2 separate regions of the Mus musculus genome follow, and region 1 is linked to region 2. The links are chromatin contacts, called in public HiChIP or PLAC-seq maps. All regions are on one chromosome and are shown on one strand. Each heading gives the region's core, a stretch centred on a gene start, on an enhancer-like site or on the middle of the called end of the contact. The rest is flanking DNA. Distances are from core to core; before and after follow the strand shown.

What was found. HiChIP or PLAC-seq counts read pairs in DNA pulled down with a chosen protein or histone mark.
Region 1: a contact with region 2 is called in an H3K4me3 HiChIP or PLAC-seq map of bone marrow-derived macrophages, with 3 times the contacts expected there. The contact joins the enhancer-like site here to the promoter of Lurap1 in region 2. A contact is called at or near these places in 6 of 39 promoter capture datasets (the C10 cell line, cranial neural crest, embryonic stem cells and 2 more), 3 of 15 datasets of contacts at CTCF or cohesin (CD8 T cells, the NIH/3T3 cell line and large pre-B cells), 4 of 484 Hi-C or Micro-C datasets (the CH12 cell line, LSK cells and embryonic stem cells), 8 of 115 datasets of contacts at active chromatin or transcription factors (CD4 single positive thymocytes, the SCID.adh cell line, bone marrow-derived macrophages and 3 more) and 3 of 9 other capture datasets (adipose tissue, liver and pancreatic islet).

What each region holds. Positions count from the first base shown.
Region 1 is chr4:116,244,658-116,247,607 of GRCm38.p6, reverse strand. All of the region lies in intron 1 of Pik3r3 (phosphoinositide-3-kinase regulatory subunit 3), which reads right to left. Among named protein-coding and RNA genes, the nearest start is that of Pik3r3, 25 kb to the right of the region's middle. Within about 2 kb of position 1,272, at least 3 of the 459 cell types and tissues checked have an H3K27ac peak or open chromatin away from gene starts, as enhancers often do. A contact at or near this core is called in the SCID.adh cell line and bone marrow-derived macrophages, where this site is marked.
Region 2 is chr4:116,143,121-116,145,948 of GRCm38.p6, reverse strand. Lurap1 (leucine rich adaptor protein 1) reads left to right here and starts at 1,333. Exons shown (of 2, transcript NM_026547.1): 1 at 1,333-1,652. The coding sequence starts at 1,455.

The DNA.
Region 1 (2,950 bases), core at 23-2,522, 100 kb before region 2:
AAAGCAAAGACAAACATATAAGCAAAATACCCACGTAAAATAAAAATCAATAAAGATAACAACTGTTTGCAAAATTATGGTAGTTAAGAAAAAAGAAAGAATAACCATATGACCCAATAGTCAAAAACCAAAAGCAGAATGATATGATCTAACAATTCTACTCTATTTTCATGAAATCAAGTGTTAAGAAGAATACTGTACCCTTGTGTTTGTCATAGCTTTTTTTTTTTTTTTTTTTTTTTTTTTTGGTTTTTTGAGACAGGGTTTTCTCTGTATAGCCCTGGCTGTCCTGGAACTCACTCTGTAGTTTGGAATTCCGAACTTGGAAATCTGCCTGCCTCTGCCTCCTAAGTGCTGGGATTAAAGGCATGCACCACCACTACCCGGCTTCTCATAGCATTTATTCATAAGAAATACAATCTAAATATAAATCAATTCACAAATAGATAAAGCATGGCATTATGTAAAATAAAATATTGTTTGGCCATTAAAAGGGGGTGGGCATCAGGCATGGTGGTGCATGCCTTTCATCTCAGCTTTAAGGAGGCAGAGGTAGTCAGAGCCCTCTAAGTTTGAGGCTAGACTAGTCTACATAGTGAGTTTCAGGACTGTGAGGAGACACAGTGAGACCCTGTCTCAAATATAAGTTGGGGGAGAAGGAGGGATAGGCCTGCAGTTAGGAGTGCGTGGTGCTCTTACAGAGGACTGGATTCTCAACAACCACACCAAGTACTCCAAGGTCATTTTGACATATACACACAAACACACACACACACACAATTTAAAATAAAACTACTACCTTGTTTTTGAGAGCTGGAGCAATTTTCTTAGCAGTTAAGAGTATTTGTTACTCTTTTAGAGGACTCTGCACCCAGTTCAATCCCCAGCATGCACATGGTGGCTCTGTAACTCCAGGTGCAGAGAATGCAATGCTCTCTTCTAGCTACTCTAAACACAAGGCAAAACACCATATACATAAAAGAGAAAAAATAAATCTAAACAATTTTTTAATCTTTAAAAATGTGTAGAGGGTGCTGGGCAGTGGTGGAGTGCACCTTTAATCCCAGCATTCAGGAGGCGGAGGCGGGCAAATCCCTGTGAGTTCAAAGCCAACCCGGTTTACAGAGCAAGTTCCAAGACAGCCAAAGCTACACAGAGAAACACTATGATTCATGGCATGAAAATAGAAAAATGTGAAATAAGCAAGACACAGAAAGACAAATGCAGAATGATTTCATATACATGTAAAATAGTAAGATGTTGATCTACAGTCCTTCCACTTGAGAGGCAAGGAAGCAGGATCTCAAATGCAGGGTCACCCTGAGCTATGTAGAGATCCTTTCTACAAACAAAAACAAAAACAAAAACAAAACAAAACAAAATCGGGGGCTGGAGAGATGGCTCAGCAGTTATGAGCACTGACTGCTCTTAACTGAGTTCCAACTCCAGCAACCACATGGTGGCTCACAACCATCCGTAATGAGATCTGGCGCCCTCTTCTGGGGTGCCTAGAGACAATTACAGTGTACTTACATATAATAATAAATAATCTTTAAAGAAAAAAAAGTGCCTGGCAAACACAGAAGTGGATGCTCACAGTCAGCTATTGGATGGATCACAGGGCCCCCAATGGAGGAGTTAGGGAAAGTACCCAAGGAGCTAAAGGGATCTGCAACCCTATAGGTGGAACAACAATATGAACTAACCAGTACCCCCAGAGTTTGTGTCTCTAGCTGCATATGTATCAAAAGATGGCCCTTGGTCTTGCAAACTTTATATGCCTCAGTACAGGGGAACGCCAGGGCCAAGAAGTGGGAGTAGGTGGGTAGGAGAGTGGGTGGGCGAGGGTATGGGGGACTTTTGGGATAGCATTTGAATTGTAAATGAAGAAAATATCTAAAAAAAAGTGGGAGATGGCGGGTTGGAGATGAAGCTCAATGGTAGAGTACTTACTTGCCTGTCATGCTCAAGACCATGGGCTGGAAAAGGTAGAGAGATTTTTTTTTTAACATAAATCTCTTTAACCTGATCTAAGCATTAAGATAGATATCATATGGTATCCAACATATGTATACAGTTTTCATGTATAGCTTAAAAATAATTTTAAAATATACATATATATGTATATGTATGTATATATATATATATATATATATATATATATATATATATATATATATATGAATGAAGGCTAACAAGAGTTTTCTCTGAGGCTTTCCTATTTATTTATTCAATTATTTATTTATTTTGGTTTTTTTTTTTTTGAGACAGGGCTTCTCTATGTAGCCCTGGCTATCCTGGAACTCATTCTATAGGCCAGGCTGGCCTGGAATTCACTAGCAAGCTCCCTGTTCTTTTGTCACTCCACTGTGGGGAAAACCCCAAAACCCTGTTTCTATTATTACTATGCCACAGCTTCTGAATTCTCCTGAAGGAAATTACAACAGTTTAGAAAATCATGCCACTTCCAATTTATAGTTTCTAATGGTAACTGAGATTACTATTTTGTTAGCAATTTATCCACATGCCTCTAAGCAGTGACCTTTCCATCCCACAGAGTGGCCAATGGTCACTCTAATCTGATCCCAGGAAGATATACTCCAAGATCTCAAATGAATACCTAAAGCCATAGATAACATCTGAATCTAATAGAAACTATCTTCTCCTGTACATATATACCTATGACAAAGTTAAACTTATAAACTAAATGTATGAGATTAAGAAAATACAAAAATTACAATATACTGTTAATAAAAAGGTTTTATGAATGTGGTTTCCCTTGGAATATCTTATTATGCTTTATCCACCCTTCCTCTAATGCTGTGCGATGACGGCACAACGCCTAAATGATGGGGTAAAGGGTGGTAACTGAGGAAGGCATAGCGTTACAGGGTTAGGCTATGATAGAAGGGTTAAACGAACATAAGCCCAGAGATATTCCAACAGTAGA
Region 2 (2,828 bases), core at 84-2,583:
AGAAACATAACCGTGTCACTTAGTGTGGTTCTCAGAACTGTAGCATGGCTATCCCCCTATAGCTTCTTAGAAATGCAGACTCAGGCTGATGAGATAGCTCAGCGGTTAAGAGCACCATCAGCTCTTCCAAAGGTCCCGAGTTCAAATCCCAGCAACCACATGGTGGCTCACAACCATCCGTAACAAAAATCTGATGCCCTCCCTCTTCTGGAGTGTCTGAAGACAGCTACAGCATACACACATATAATAAATAAATAAATCTTTAAAAAAAATGCAGACTCTCAGGTCTGGGGCTGGGGCTGGGGCTGGGGCTGGGGCTAGAGATGGCTCAGCAGGTAAGAGCACATACGACTCTTAGAGAGGACCCGAGTTCAGTCCTAGCACCCATGTTACATAGTTCACAACTCTAAGTCCAGCTTCTAGGGATCTGTTGCCCTTCTGTGGCCTCTAGACACCTGTACTCATGTGTACATATCCCTACATGAACATACTTTTAAAATACTTGTAATTAAGATAGAAAATTATCTTTAAAATTAATCTTTAAAAAAGATTTTAATTCCTGGTAAGGCAGTGGCAGGTGGATTTCTGTGAGTTCAAAGCCGGTCCACTCTACATAGCAAGTTCTAGGCTATGGACCACACAGTGAGACCCTCTCTGTAAAAAAAGAAAAGCCAGACTGTGGTGGCACCTGCCTTTAACCCCAGTAGAGGCAGGAGGATCTCTTAGTTCCAGGACAGCCTGGTCTACAGTGGGTTCTAGGGCTACACAGAAAAACCCTATCTTGGTAAAACAAAACAAAAGCCAATGCAGGACCTCAGGCTCTAACTTGCCAGGGTTTTCAGAGTACCCATATTTACAGTCAGTCTTAGGAAGCACCTCTTTTGTTAGCCCATGTAAGATGAACATCAAGATTTGTGGATTCCTTCAATTTTAATAATGGTTGTTTCTCACTGGCCAGGGGGATTGCCCTTCTATTACTCTTTCAGCTGATTTCTAGATGCTGGGAGGTGTCTGTGAACTGAGTGGCTGTATTCTAGCCCCTGTAACAGGCACAGCTCCTGAGCAGAAAGCCTTCCAAAACCTCTGCAGCCGTGTTACCTCGATTGGGGCTACTTTTCATCCAGAAAATATTTATTAGCTTCCTGCTGCGTGTCTAGTTGGTGCCAACACAGGGAGAAGGCACTGAGCTTTCTTTGAGGTCTTCAGTTCCAAATCCAGGATCACCTAGTCGAACGCCTCCAGGGCTAGAAGTTGTGTGCATACCACTCGGTACCTCGCTCCCCCAACTGCGCGGCTTTTCTGAGCGTTACGGCGCCCTCCTCCTGTTCCCCCACCCCACCCCCCGCGCGGGGCGGGCGGGGATCCACGGGTTTCGCTCCGCGTTCGTAGCAGAGAAGGGAGGACCCTTGGGAACCGGACCCTGGTCGCCCAGTCCTGTTCTGGCTTGGGCCCACATGGAGGGGACCGCGGAGTCCCAGACGCCGGACTTGCGAGACGTGGAGGGCAAGGTGGGCAGGAAGATCCCTGAAGGACTGCTCCGCGGGCTTCGAGGCGAGTGCGAGCTGGGAACCTCTGGGGACGTGCTGCTCCCGGGGGCGCCCAGCACCGGCCACGGCCTAGGGGACAAGATCATGGCGCTGAGGATGGAGCTGGTGAGTGTGGGTGCTACAGGCCACGGGGAACGGGATATTTGTAGGGGCAGGGGCAGGTTCCCGGAGTTGGGCTGGAGAAGAGGGTCCTTCCAAGATCAATCCATACATCCTGGGTTGAAAGCAGAGTGAAGTGACGTCTCATTATTTGTCTCCCAAGGGTGAATGAAGGGTTGATAGGTCCTGAGAACTGAGAGTAGGAGGCACATCTCTTGGAAGTTTTCCCTGCCCAATAATCGGAAGGAGAGAGGCGAGGGCTAAGTAGCACACAAAAAAAACTTAGTACAGCGCAAATTCTTCCCATCGGCATCCGGGGCCACCAATTTCTTCAGACTCCACTATAAGGCAACCGTTTTCTGCCCCCTTCTCTGGCAAACAGGGGAAGAGGTTTTGTTCTTAAGGCCCTAGGGTGTTCGTGTCAGGATTCAGAAAAAAAAAAAAAAAGAGCTTTGGTGAGGTAATACCTGCTGGAAACTGCCTGCACTGGTGGGGCACACTAAAAACCTGTCCTTTTCCTAAGCATCCCACCATCACGGTATTAGACGTTCGAAGACCTTAATAGAGGCACAGTAGCACCACAGTACGAGTTGGTCCTTCACCTGGGGCTCAGTCTCAGACAGAGTCTCAGGGTCTCTGTACCTTCTTGCAGAAAGGGGGAGGAAACAGCCACACCTCCCCACCCCCTTCTCTGGTAGCTGTTGGTCTGGTTTCTGAGCCAAATGGGCAGCCGGGTCCCAGCGGTCTCTCCTGGGGCCCTGGTTCCGGTGAAAGAGATGAATTACACCTGCCACCACTTTGCAGCCAGTTCTGGAGAACTGAGGAACTGCCAGCTACTCACTGGCTCTGAACCAGAAGCCCACACTGGCTTAACAAGTCTTCCTGGGGCCCCACTGTGTGCACAACCTGTGGCAAGCAGATCTGGAAGGGTGGAAGGAAGGACATGGGACCTTGAAGGCAGGTCCAGGGCTTTCATTCTATGGTAAGAGAGGCTAAGAGAACCTTCGGAGCTGAGTGGTCAGAGAGGATCGCTGAGGGCAGGATCTGAATGCCAAGTGTGCATTTGGCTTTGAAGGTTGTATCTGAGTGCCAGATTCTGCTGAGCAGGGCTGTGGCTGTATTCTCCTCTTAAAGAGGTCTGGTTTGTCTCTTTGTACAAATTGCTCAAGGCATAGAGAGAGT